Linked DNA regions of Gossypium hirsutum: region 2 is linked to region 1. A link is a contact called in public Hi-C data. All regions are on one chromosome and are shown on one strand. Each heading gives the region's core, a stretch centred on a gene start, on an enhancer-like site or on the middle of the called end of the contact. The rest is flanking DNA. Distances are from core to core; before and after follow the strand shown.

Region 1 (5,566 bases), core at 2,247-4,746:
TTTATATGATTATTTCAGTGTCGTATTAAAATTTGGTTAGGAAATTTTAACGTTTATATAGTTAATTAAATAAAAGGACTAAATCGTAAAAACTTCAAAAGTCAACTGCTATTAGTCAATTGTATTAAATGAATATTAATTCATGATTTGTAGGCTTTAAAATATAATTAGACCATTACTAGAAATAATGGATGGTTTAGTTCATCATTTGGTTATATGTTAAGGTTAATTATAAACGTAAAATAGTAAAATAGTAAATAAGAAAACATAAACTACAATAAAATAAAATCATCATCATCTTCATTAGCTTACCGCCGAATTGGGAGAAGGAAGAAGAAGATCATAGTTGAAGTAAAAGGTTCGACTAAGCTAGGTTTTGTGCATGTAAGTGGTTTTATCTTAATTTTGGTGATTTTTATGTTTTTGTCCCCATGCCCAAAATTGCATGGTCTTGCCATCCACATGGATAATTTGTGCATGGTCATCTTTTATTTATTTAAATCATGTTTCCAGTATACTACCTACATAGTGAAAAATACATACATAAATAAATTAACATGAATTAATATAAAATATGCATGAAAATAATGTAATTAAGCATAATTTCATATACTTTCCAAATTCATGTCTAAAATTACTAATTACGTAAAATTCACTTATTTCAATAATTATTACTCAAGATAAACATAATAATTAAGTACCCTATATAATTTTGAGTTTACATCAGTGCCCTGAAATATGTACCTGCGGGAACAAAAGAACTAGGGACGTGCAGTGCTACGTAGTGTGGTGCTTCTGAAAAAACACGGGTTAGTGAAATGAACAAGAATAAGTGGAGTTAACTGATCGGGATATTTTGTAGACATATACAGCAGTTCTTTGGTCGAAGCCGATGATGAACCCATCGTGCGACTGCGTTCGGCCTTACATTGCTGGGGTGGTCGTCGTTGCATCTTTTAATGAAGTTGCCTACTCCTCGCCTCCACCAATAGTAGATACAACTTACTGATGACTTAAACCACGACATGTACTTTAAACAGGCCATAGTGTCTATTGAGAAAAATGGTTCATGGAAGGGTAAGAATTCCAACCTACGATCCCAAACGTCTATGTAGTCCATGTGAATCTCTTTCCAGTGCTCATCGTTCTTCCTTTGAAGGTCCACCTTGTATAACTCATCCATGTGTTGCAATGGCGGCGGAATTTTTCGCCTTCACCCGAACTGCCGCATCACCCGATTTGATTCGTACATTTCCACAATCGCGTACACTATCAACAACACCTTTGCGTCCTACATCCTCTGATTGGCCAACAGTTCTGGCGAGATGTAATATATGATATTCGTGTCGGCATATGACATCCATTCAAACTAAAGTGCACAATTATAAATTCTATTATTTACGAAATTTTATTTTACAAATCACTGCGTAATTAATATAGGTTCGAAAGAGTAAGTAACTAAATCGGCTTTCGAGCGTTGATCTAACAACAACCTAATATCTTCCAGTTGGTCGGGTAGTCCTACGTAATTCGGCCCATGGTTCCACCTATACAAGCGATGTGTTAGTTCAAACATATAATAAATAAAAATAATTATTATACAAACTACGTATTTATTATCAAATAATTTTTACCTTGTCACCAACAGGAACTTGTATGGGTCGCTCACTCAGGGATGTAGAAACGGTAGTCGCCACCAAGCTTACAACTGCAGCAGGAGAAGGCAACCATCGATTGACATCATATCTGATTTCGTCGCCCGGCATAACTCTTGGTACAACGTGGCCAACACGACAATCCCCAACTCAATTTTTCACATTCTTTAAAGTCCACTAAGTGTAGTAGCCACCTTATGTGCACCAAATTTTGAGATTTATCAAGCATTAAAAAGCCCCTAATTGACCTTAAAATGAATGCTCAGGCGTATTGTCTTTTGACCACCTCAGTTTTGTGCAAAGGAAGCTTTTTGAAATTGATCTCTAACCACTTCATCTGTAACCAGCCACCTTCAAACGAGTTCGATACATTGCCCAATAATGCCGCGCGAGGTCTTCTTTACCGAGAACGATCGTTGATTCCATGATGACTAGCCTATCCACCAGTAGACCGAGTTATAACGCTATGTCCTCGAGTGTGGTTGTACACTAGCTGCATATAAGATAGAAAGTGTGTGTTTTGGGCCTCCGTTTTTCCACCAACTTGTTGATGAGTGTAAGTAACCACGAAGTTCGGTGATAGGAGGCATTGCTAAATTATGTATGGTCCCTTCCAAAATAGAATCATTCACCTATTTATAATGACAAAAAAATTATTTTAAAATATTAAAAAATTAATTTTAACTTAATTAAAAATAACGAAATTTAAAATTTTGTCTTACCATTACTACTTGAGCTGCGAAAATGTGCTTCTCGTCGAAATGAATTAAAGAGGTTGTTATTTGTGAAAACTTAATCTGAACAAATAAAATACAAAATAATTAAAACAAACTAATATTTTTAAATGAGAATATCGAAAAGTTTAGAATAAGAGCTTGTGAAAATTGAGAGAATTTAGAGAGTTAAAAGAATAGAAAGATTTGAGAGAATAGGATGTGAGTGAAAAAAAGTAAAATTTAGTGGTATTTATAGGAAAAATTTTGGACTGTTCAGCATTTAATTTTTTTTACCCTTGGAATTAACCATGGGGGAAGCGCACACGCTTTCTTGCCAACGGTGTAGAAAACACACCTAGTTGGACGCGGTTTTCTTTTTTTTTCTTAAAAAATGATCTATTTCTTTAATTTTTTTTAAAAAATTGAAACCCTAATTTTAAAAAAACGACATATATCGCTAAATTAGCCAGTTAAATAATTCAATTAATTGAACGGAAAATTAAGTGATGTAAGTAGGAGTGAGCAAAATCCGATTCAATTCGAAAAACTCGATAAAAAAATTCAAATTTTGAATTAGATAGTTCGAGTTATTTGAGTTAATCAAGTTATTCGGATAAACTCGAATAAAAAATTAAGTTTTTTGATTTAACTCGAATATGCATTACACAATTCGAGTTATCTGAAAATCTGAATAAGAAAAGATAAAACTACGTCGTTTTGATAAATGTTTACCTTTTTCAAAGTTAAAAGTCAAAACCATTAAGTTATTTATACTTCGTCTACTAGTTAAAGAATCGATCCATGTAAACACAATATTTTGTATAAATAATAAGATTCGTTAACTCGACTCAAGATTTTTTTACTCGATCCGATTCAATTTGAAAAAAATTTAAATTGAGTTTAATTTTTAAAATAGGATTTATCAACTCAATTAAATTAAAAATTTTTAATTTAATTCGACTCGACTCGATCGAATAGTTTCCCTAAGTTTATTTAAAAACCATCCTTTTCTAATTTTAACACCAAAATTTTGTAGTCACTGTTTAGTTGTTGTCCTAAAGAGTCCTTGATCTTGACTCCTCATTTTCACTCAATTTTTTGAACCAAAACGGCGAAGAACCCTTGTAGAGCGAATCGCAAGTGGCGCAATAATAGCCCTCCGTGATGCTCGGTCCCAACCGTCGCCGATTCCACCACATTATAACCAGTAGCCGCCGCCACTACGCGACCAAATACATAGCCAAAATAACCTCAACTTCCCCGGGCGGTCGCTCCCTCTCCGCCGAAGTCTCCCTTCCTACCGTCGCCACCGACTCTCGCGGCTACCCGATCCCACGCTACCAACTCATCTGCAAAGTGACACACATCCTCACCAAATCCCAATTCCAATCCAACCCTTTCGCCGATCTCTCACAGTACCTTTCGTCCCTCTCCCCAACCCTCACCACCAATGAAGCCTCCCTCATTCTTAAATCCCTAAACTGCCCTTCCCTCGCCTTGAAATTCTTCCACTTTTGCTCCTCCCTGTCCCCCAATTTCCGCCACGACCCATTCACCTATTCTCGTCTCTTCCTCATCCTCTCCAAATCCTTGCGCCCCGATCGCTTCAACACCGTACGGTCGCTCCTCGATGACATGGAAAAGTCCGGCATACGTGGAAACATCTCCACTGTCAATATCCTTATAGGGTTTTTCGGGAACACTGAGGATTTGGGCACGTGTATGAGGCTAGTGAAGAAATGGGAGTTGAATATGAATGCTTACACTTATAAGTGCTTGGTTCAAGCTTACTTAAGGTCATTTGACTCAGGGAAAGCGTTTTCGGTTTATGGGGAGATGAAGAGGAAAGGTTACAAGTTAGATATCTTTGGTTATAACATGTTGTTGAATGCTTTGGCGAAGGATGGGAAGGTTTGATCTTTATTTTAGTCTCTTCTTAATTGATTGATATGTTCTTACAAATTCGATTTGGTTTTCTTTTGACTACTGCTTAATGGTTTCTTTTGGTTTTCTGATTTCAAGTATTTTGGGGTTTAAAAGCAAATCCTGTGGTTGATTGTAAAAGCATAGATTCAAGGCTCATTTTCTTGGTGTTTTTGTTACTTGCTTTTTGCTACTTATTATTTGCGTTTACTTCTTAAACAGTTACTTGAACAGCAAATCTAAATTAATTGACTCAAAATGAATTAAGAACTAAAATGGGAACACTATTTTGAACATGATTGTCTTACGTAGAAGTAAAATATTTTACTTGTTTCCCTAGATTTGATAATTATGGTATTTACTTTTACATTTTGCATCAGAACATGTTTCCCCCCTTTAGATATATATGTGTGTGTGTGTGTGCACTAATACTAGTTTTGATATTGTTACTGAATGCATCCATTTCAAGTGCCCTGAGGTGCTAATCTGATCTGCAGCATTTGACAGGTTGATCAGACGTACATGGTTTTTGAAGACATGAAAAGAAAGCATTGTGTGCTGGATGAGTATACGTACACAGTTATGATGAAAATGAATGGAAAACTCGGTAGATGTGATGAATCACTGAAACTTTTTGATGAAATGGTGTCAAAAGGCTGTTCTCTTAATTCGATTATTTATAATACTGTGATTCAGGCACTAGCCAATGGGCGGATGGTTGACAAGGTTATTAGCCTCTTCCATGAAATGGTCGAGAATGGTTGTCGGCCCAGTGAATTTACATACAGTGTGATTCTAAATGTTTTGGTTGTGGAAGGGCGACTTAATAAACTAGATGAAGTTATTGAAATATCAAAGAAATATATGAGTAAGTCAATATATGCATATCTTGTAAGGACATTGAGTAAGCTGGGTCATGCTAGCGAGGCTCACAGGTTATTTTGCAACATGTGGAACTTTCACGATAAGGGAGACAAGGATGCATGTGTTTCAATGTTGGAAAGCCTTTGTAGTGCAGGTAGAACAACTGAGGCAATTGATCTGGTAAGTAAGATTAAGGGAAAGGGAATCAACACTGATGCATTCATGTATAACATGGTATTTTCTGCACTTGGTAGGCTAAAGCAAATATCCCATCTTCATGACCTTTATGAAAAGATGAAACAGCAGGGTCCTTCACCCGATATATTTACTTACAATATTCTAATCTGTAGCTTTGGAAGGGCTGGGAAAGTTGATGAGGCTATCAAAATCTTTGAGGAACTCGAGAAA
Region 2 (5,659 bases), core at 143-2,642, 64 kb before region 1:
CGACTCTTTAAAATTACCGTTTGAGATTTTTTTATTGATTTCAGCTGCCTTTTTCTCGAAAATGTCTTGCGTTGACCTTTAATTAATAATTCTTTCCCTTTAGACCTCCGCAAATCTGCCAATTCCCTATCCTAAAATTCATTAGTCAAATCCCCGTTAGCAAGGCCACTGAATCGGGAGCCTACCTTCTCCTTCTCCTGAATTTCGGTTAATTTCTACGGATTATCCCTTACTTTGCGCCTTGATTTCCTTTCTACAATCATCCACGGCCCATAGTTGCCATCTTTCTTTTCTGATCCTTCAACGTTCGATTTTTGAAATTCTGGTACTATCTCATGCTAGTCCATGTTTACCACCACCGTAGATTCTGGAATTTTGAAGTTACACATGTTTTCCACATGTCCATACCTTCCACAATGAAAATAGATAGTAGAAAGGGACTCATATTCTACCATTTGTGTTCGGCCATTTACCAAGATTTGAGACACCAACGGCTTTTCTAAGTTGACGTATACCGCCATTCTAGCGAACAACCCCCTCGTCCTGCTATCAGTATTCATATCTAACTTGACCACTTTGCCCACCAATTCTCCAATTTCAGTAATGATTTTACGGTTATATAAATAACTAGGAAGAGCAGGGAGTCTAATCCATGCCACTACTACACTTGGGTAAGCCTGTGTAGAGTCAAAAGCCCTCGTCCAAGGCTGAACAGTCAAATATTGGCCGAAAATAGTCCACGATCCTTCAGAGAGAGCCTTATCACAATCCAATTTGTTATGGAATTTGACTAGAAAATAGTCGTTTTCAATGTCCATCATGTGAATAGGGCCTGAAGGTCTCCATATGCTGTAAATTTTGTTCTGCAAAATCAAAAAACCAATGTTACGACCTAGGAGTTTTAAGATCACATTATTATTCATACCCTGAATAAGGATTTGATGAATTTGGTCCGAAAAAGTAATTGAAGGCATGCCATTCACAACGGATTTCTGAATGTCCCCTTCCAAAAAATCAATAACTTCCTTCCCATCCACATTGGAATCACCCTTTGAAGATTGGCTGACGAGCATGTCTCTCCAAGAAGTAGGTTGATCTAGAGGCAACTCGATCAGCATGTCATTACTCGTTGCTTTCTCCTTGTCTCTGAATCTAACTTTCTTAGGGATCATCTCCTCCACAGTGGATAGTCCAGGATCAACATTTTCACAGAGAGAATTCGACATTTTTTTCTTTAAAAAAAATAGGTTTTTGATCATTTCTCAACTGAGTGACCAAGTTTATAAGTAACATTAACTCAATCAAAAGCTTTATTATAATGAAAAACAATGAGTAAAAATATTAAACTTTATAAGATAAATTTATAAAGTGATATTTTTTAAGGTGAGTAAAAAATTAAAAAATTATATTAAAAAATGATATCTCCAATATTTGAATTCTTTTTATAGAATTAAAAAAATTATTGATAATGTATGAAATGCTAAATTTCAATAATAAATACATTAAAATATCAAATAATTATGACTTATTTTCCATTATTTTTTGTTTTTATTATATTTAAATAATATTTTTGTTGTATTAATTTTTTATGTTTTAATGCATTATTTGGGTGTAAGTTAAAAGGTTAAAATATATTAGTAATTGCATCATACATGTATGCATGTGGAAATAATATATTTATAATATATGTGTGGTTAAAAAATAGCATTTAATAAATAATTAAACATATGGTTTGAAATTAATAATTACATATGAAATTAAAATAAAACAAGTTAATCTAAATTGTGAGTAAATATAAATTTAAATATGTAAATACATTAGTGTAAGAATATTAAATACATTTCAATTGCTTTCCATCTTGTATTGTCAATTGCTATGACATGCTGAAATGTTATCAGGTTAGAAAGCTTTATTTAACGTGTTTTCAAAATGTTATTATATTATCACGTGGGTCAAAGAAAAATTCAATATTAAAAATATTGTTGTAAATTATTTATTTAACAATTGAATCATAAGAAAAATATGGTAACTTGCTTATAAAAAAAACTTTTATTAAACATACTTTCATAAAAATGATAAAGTTAAAATTTTAATATGTTTGATAGAAATGTTATCTCTTTTTTTTAATATAAATTTTATATAAAGCAATGAAAATACAAAACATTTTATAATAATATTTATTAATTTTAAACGATTAATTTTTTTAGTATTTTTCATAATTGAGTTGATTTCTAGTTAACTCTAACACCAACTCTTTTACATACTTAAATAATAGCATAAATTTTGATGCAATAAAAGCATAATCAAATTTTTTTATTTTTAGTTTTTTATTTAATGCATTTTCACTTAATTCAATAAATATTAACATAGTAGTTTTTTAGTAAAATAGTCGTTTAAATATAATTAAAAATTAAAACTTTATTTGAGTTAATGTTAAAAGTAGTGCTTTAAAAATTAAACCAGTTGGTCGAATTGATTAGTCTGGGAATTAGTCGATACAACGATTCAAAACAAGGAAAAAACCAATTGACTCTTGAACTAGATCGGATTGGTTGACCGGCAGTTGAACCAGTTTTTATGATTTTATTATTTTCATTTTAAAATTTTTATAATATTTTAATAATTTATTTAATTTTAACCAGACATACCAATCAAATGAAGAATCGATAACCTAATCAACTCAACTATCAGTTCGATTCGAAAAACATTAAATGAAGATTAAAATATATTTTGATGTAATAAAGTACACAGTAGTTTCATTATTATTTTGATATTTTTTGGTTAATTATTATTATTATTATTATTATTATTATTATTATTATTGAGAAAGAAGTTTTAACATTGTCATTAAATTTACATTTAAAAAAAAACATTGTCATTAAACTTGGATTGAGGTAATATTATTTAAAAATACAAGTAATAAACTACATTCTTTTAATTCAATAAAAATAAAAATATCAAAAATCTCAATTAATCGAATCATTCACTATTCCTTTAAGCTCCACAAGTGTTTTTTCAATGATCTCAATTGAAATTAACTTAACTAACTTGTGTTAGAAGGAATTAGAAAATTTTAAACATCTAGGAATGAACCCACAAGGGTTGAAAGTGGTGATTGGTGAAATGTGGAAACTCTCCACTTATGCTACTTTGCCACCTTGGACTTTTCTTTGTATTTGATGTGATATGGATCTCTTTTTAATTATCCCAATAAGAATAGAATCAATTCTTAAACATGCCATAAACAACTCCTCAACTCACCCAAAAGCCACAAGTTCTCCTAATGCCTCAGTTGACAATATATTTTATTGATTCTACCAAAAAACAATTTGCTGAATAATTAATAGATGCATTGCAATGCTAATTATAATATTACCCAATTCGTACATTTCATCTTTTGACTAAAATCAAGTTGAGATTTTAGAGACCGCTTCTCGTAAACCTGTAGCAATTAATTTTTTTGAAACTCATCCACACAACTTGTAATTTTTTTTTATAAATGAATTTTAAATATTATCACGTATTATCTTATTTTTATTTAATTTTAGTTTTTCAATATATCTTTTCTTCTACCCGTTTATAAAATTTAACAAAAATAAATTTTAGAACATAACCTATTTTTTTAATTTAAAGATTCAAGAGAAGTTATAAATAAATGTAGGTATTCTATAAAAAAAAGAACTTCACCTACAAACTAAAGAGGCTTTCACACAATTGGTAAATACAAATATTTTTTATATTCTGAATACCTAAGTTCGAGATTTCATTATGTATAATCATATTTATTGATCTCCTAGTTTTATCATGTGTAATTATCATTGCAGGTTTTACTTCACTTCGTAAGTTTTAGTTTAGATTATAATAATTTCTAGTCTAATTATATGCTTTACTTTATAATTATTTAGATAATTTTTTTATATTGTAATAATTTAGTACTTGTGATTATTCAAATATATATTTGTATTATGCTTGAATTGTATTATTAGCACTTTCAAAAAAAACTCCACTTATATATAAATAATTTTTCCAAAATTAACAAATACTTATTTTTAGTGTTGTGGTTGTGTGTTAGATAAAGTTCAGGAATAGATAAGGGCTTTAAAAAGCACATAATCGCTTAGGTGGGTTTTGTTTTCTTTTGGGGGGAAGGGGGGGGTGGGGGTGGGGTGGGTTCTTTCAATGCCTATTTCATTAAAAGCAACACAAACCGTGCCTAAAGCTTTAAAACTGACCTAATTTAATAGGGATAAGCAATTAAAGAGAATTTTTATTTTTTGACACAGTGATAAATGGAGTTTTTGTTCTTTTATTTCAATCATTAAAATTTTTAAAAGGTATATATTTTATATTTTTAACATTCGTAATATAAAATATAACACCATCACATTATCATATTTTAATAAAATTAAAATTTAGAAATAAAATTAGGATATATATTACACTTCTAACATAAAAAAAACAGTTTAAACCTTGAATAAAACATCGTAAAGAGGAACAACGATAAGCATTAAACATAAACTATAAAATAGATATTGAAAATATAAAAATAATAATAATAACAAGAACTAAAAAAATCAGAATCAAGTTGAAAATTTTTGACAAGTTCATATTTTGAATGTTGTTTTATCCTTATTTTTAATTTTAAAAAATTATCATGTATTTAAATTCAATGTGTAATTTAATACGTAAACTTTTATTTGGTGTAATTATACACTTTAAACATTGATTTTAGTTCAAATGTGTATTTAAAATTTTGATTTTGATTCAATTGTACATATTTAAAGAAATTAATATTTCTATTTATTTTTATATTAGATAAATATAATTATTGGTTGTGTAATATGTAATAAAATGGTGTTATATTGATATTGATATTAGGGTTTTATAAATATTGAAACAAATTAGAATGTCATATATAAAATTACACAAGATTAAAATTCATATGTAATTTTGAAATTTATTTTATAATTAATTAATTTACTTGATATTTTTATTTATACTAAATTATGAGATATCTACGTATAAATTCATATTATAAATTTTAAAAAATTTGATATAAAAATTAAATATGGCTTTAATTCAAATGATGAAGTTAGATTTATTATAATCTTGATTTCAAATTCTATAATATATAATTTTATTTAAAATTTTTGTGAAAATAAAATTATCTTTAAAAATAATATACTATTTTATAAAAATAAAAAACTTTTATCGATGACACTAAACTCTTAATATTACCATAGAGAAATATCATCCACAATTTAATTCACTCTATAATTAAAAAAAAAACGCGTTTCTCAAAAACTGATTGGATATTTCTTTAAATTTATGAGTAAAATTAAAATATGCTTAAAAGACATGTGTTCACTGTTCATAGCAGTCGTGCATCTTATCTTAGTAGTCTCTTTTTTCTGTAATTTTCCTAATGAAAATCATTAAACAAGACCCGCTTTCCCATCCGTTAGATCTAATAACTCTAGAAATCAAAGGGTAAAAATCTTCCACGTGGTCACTTCCATCATTAGCCATCGACCGCCGTTGTAAAGGGCACTAGTACTATTAAGAACATTATCTTTAAATTTCACAAAAAGGAACTGTGCAAAGCTCGTTGCCGGCTCAGGGTTTTGTCGTTTCACAGTTTTTCTTTTCCATTTACTTA

What was found. A called contact is a pair of places that touch in the nucleus more often than the background predicts.
Region 2: a Hi-C map of leaf shows a contact between it and region 1, with 2.0 times the contacts expected there. The contact joins the promoter of LOC107886339 here to the enhancer-like site in region 1. A contact is called at or near these places in 10 of 34 Hi-C or Micro-C datasets (anther, callus, hypocotyl and 1 more).

What each region holds. Positions count from the first base shown.
Region 1 is chrA03:73,331,216-73,336,781 of Gossypium_hirsutum_v2.1, reverse strand. It overlaps the pseudogene LOC107886343. Among protein-coding and RNA genes, the nearest start is that of LOC121227747, 5.7 kb to the left of the region's middle. Within about 2 kb of position 3,496, at least 6 of the 9 cell types and tissues checked have an H3K27ac peak or open chromatin away from gene starts, as enhancers often do. A contact at or near this core is called in leaf, where this site is marked.
Region 2 is chrA03:73,393,103-73,398,761 of Gossypium_hirsutum_v2.1, reverse strand. LOC107886339 reads right to left here and starts at 1,392. Exons shown (of 2, transcript XM_016810247.2): 1 at 1-1,392. The coding sequence starts at 1,259. The coding sequence ends at 339.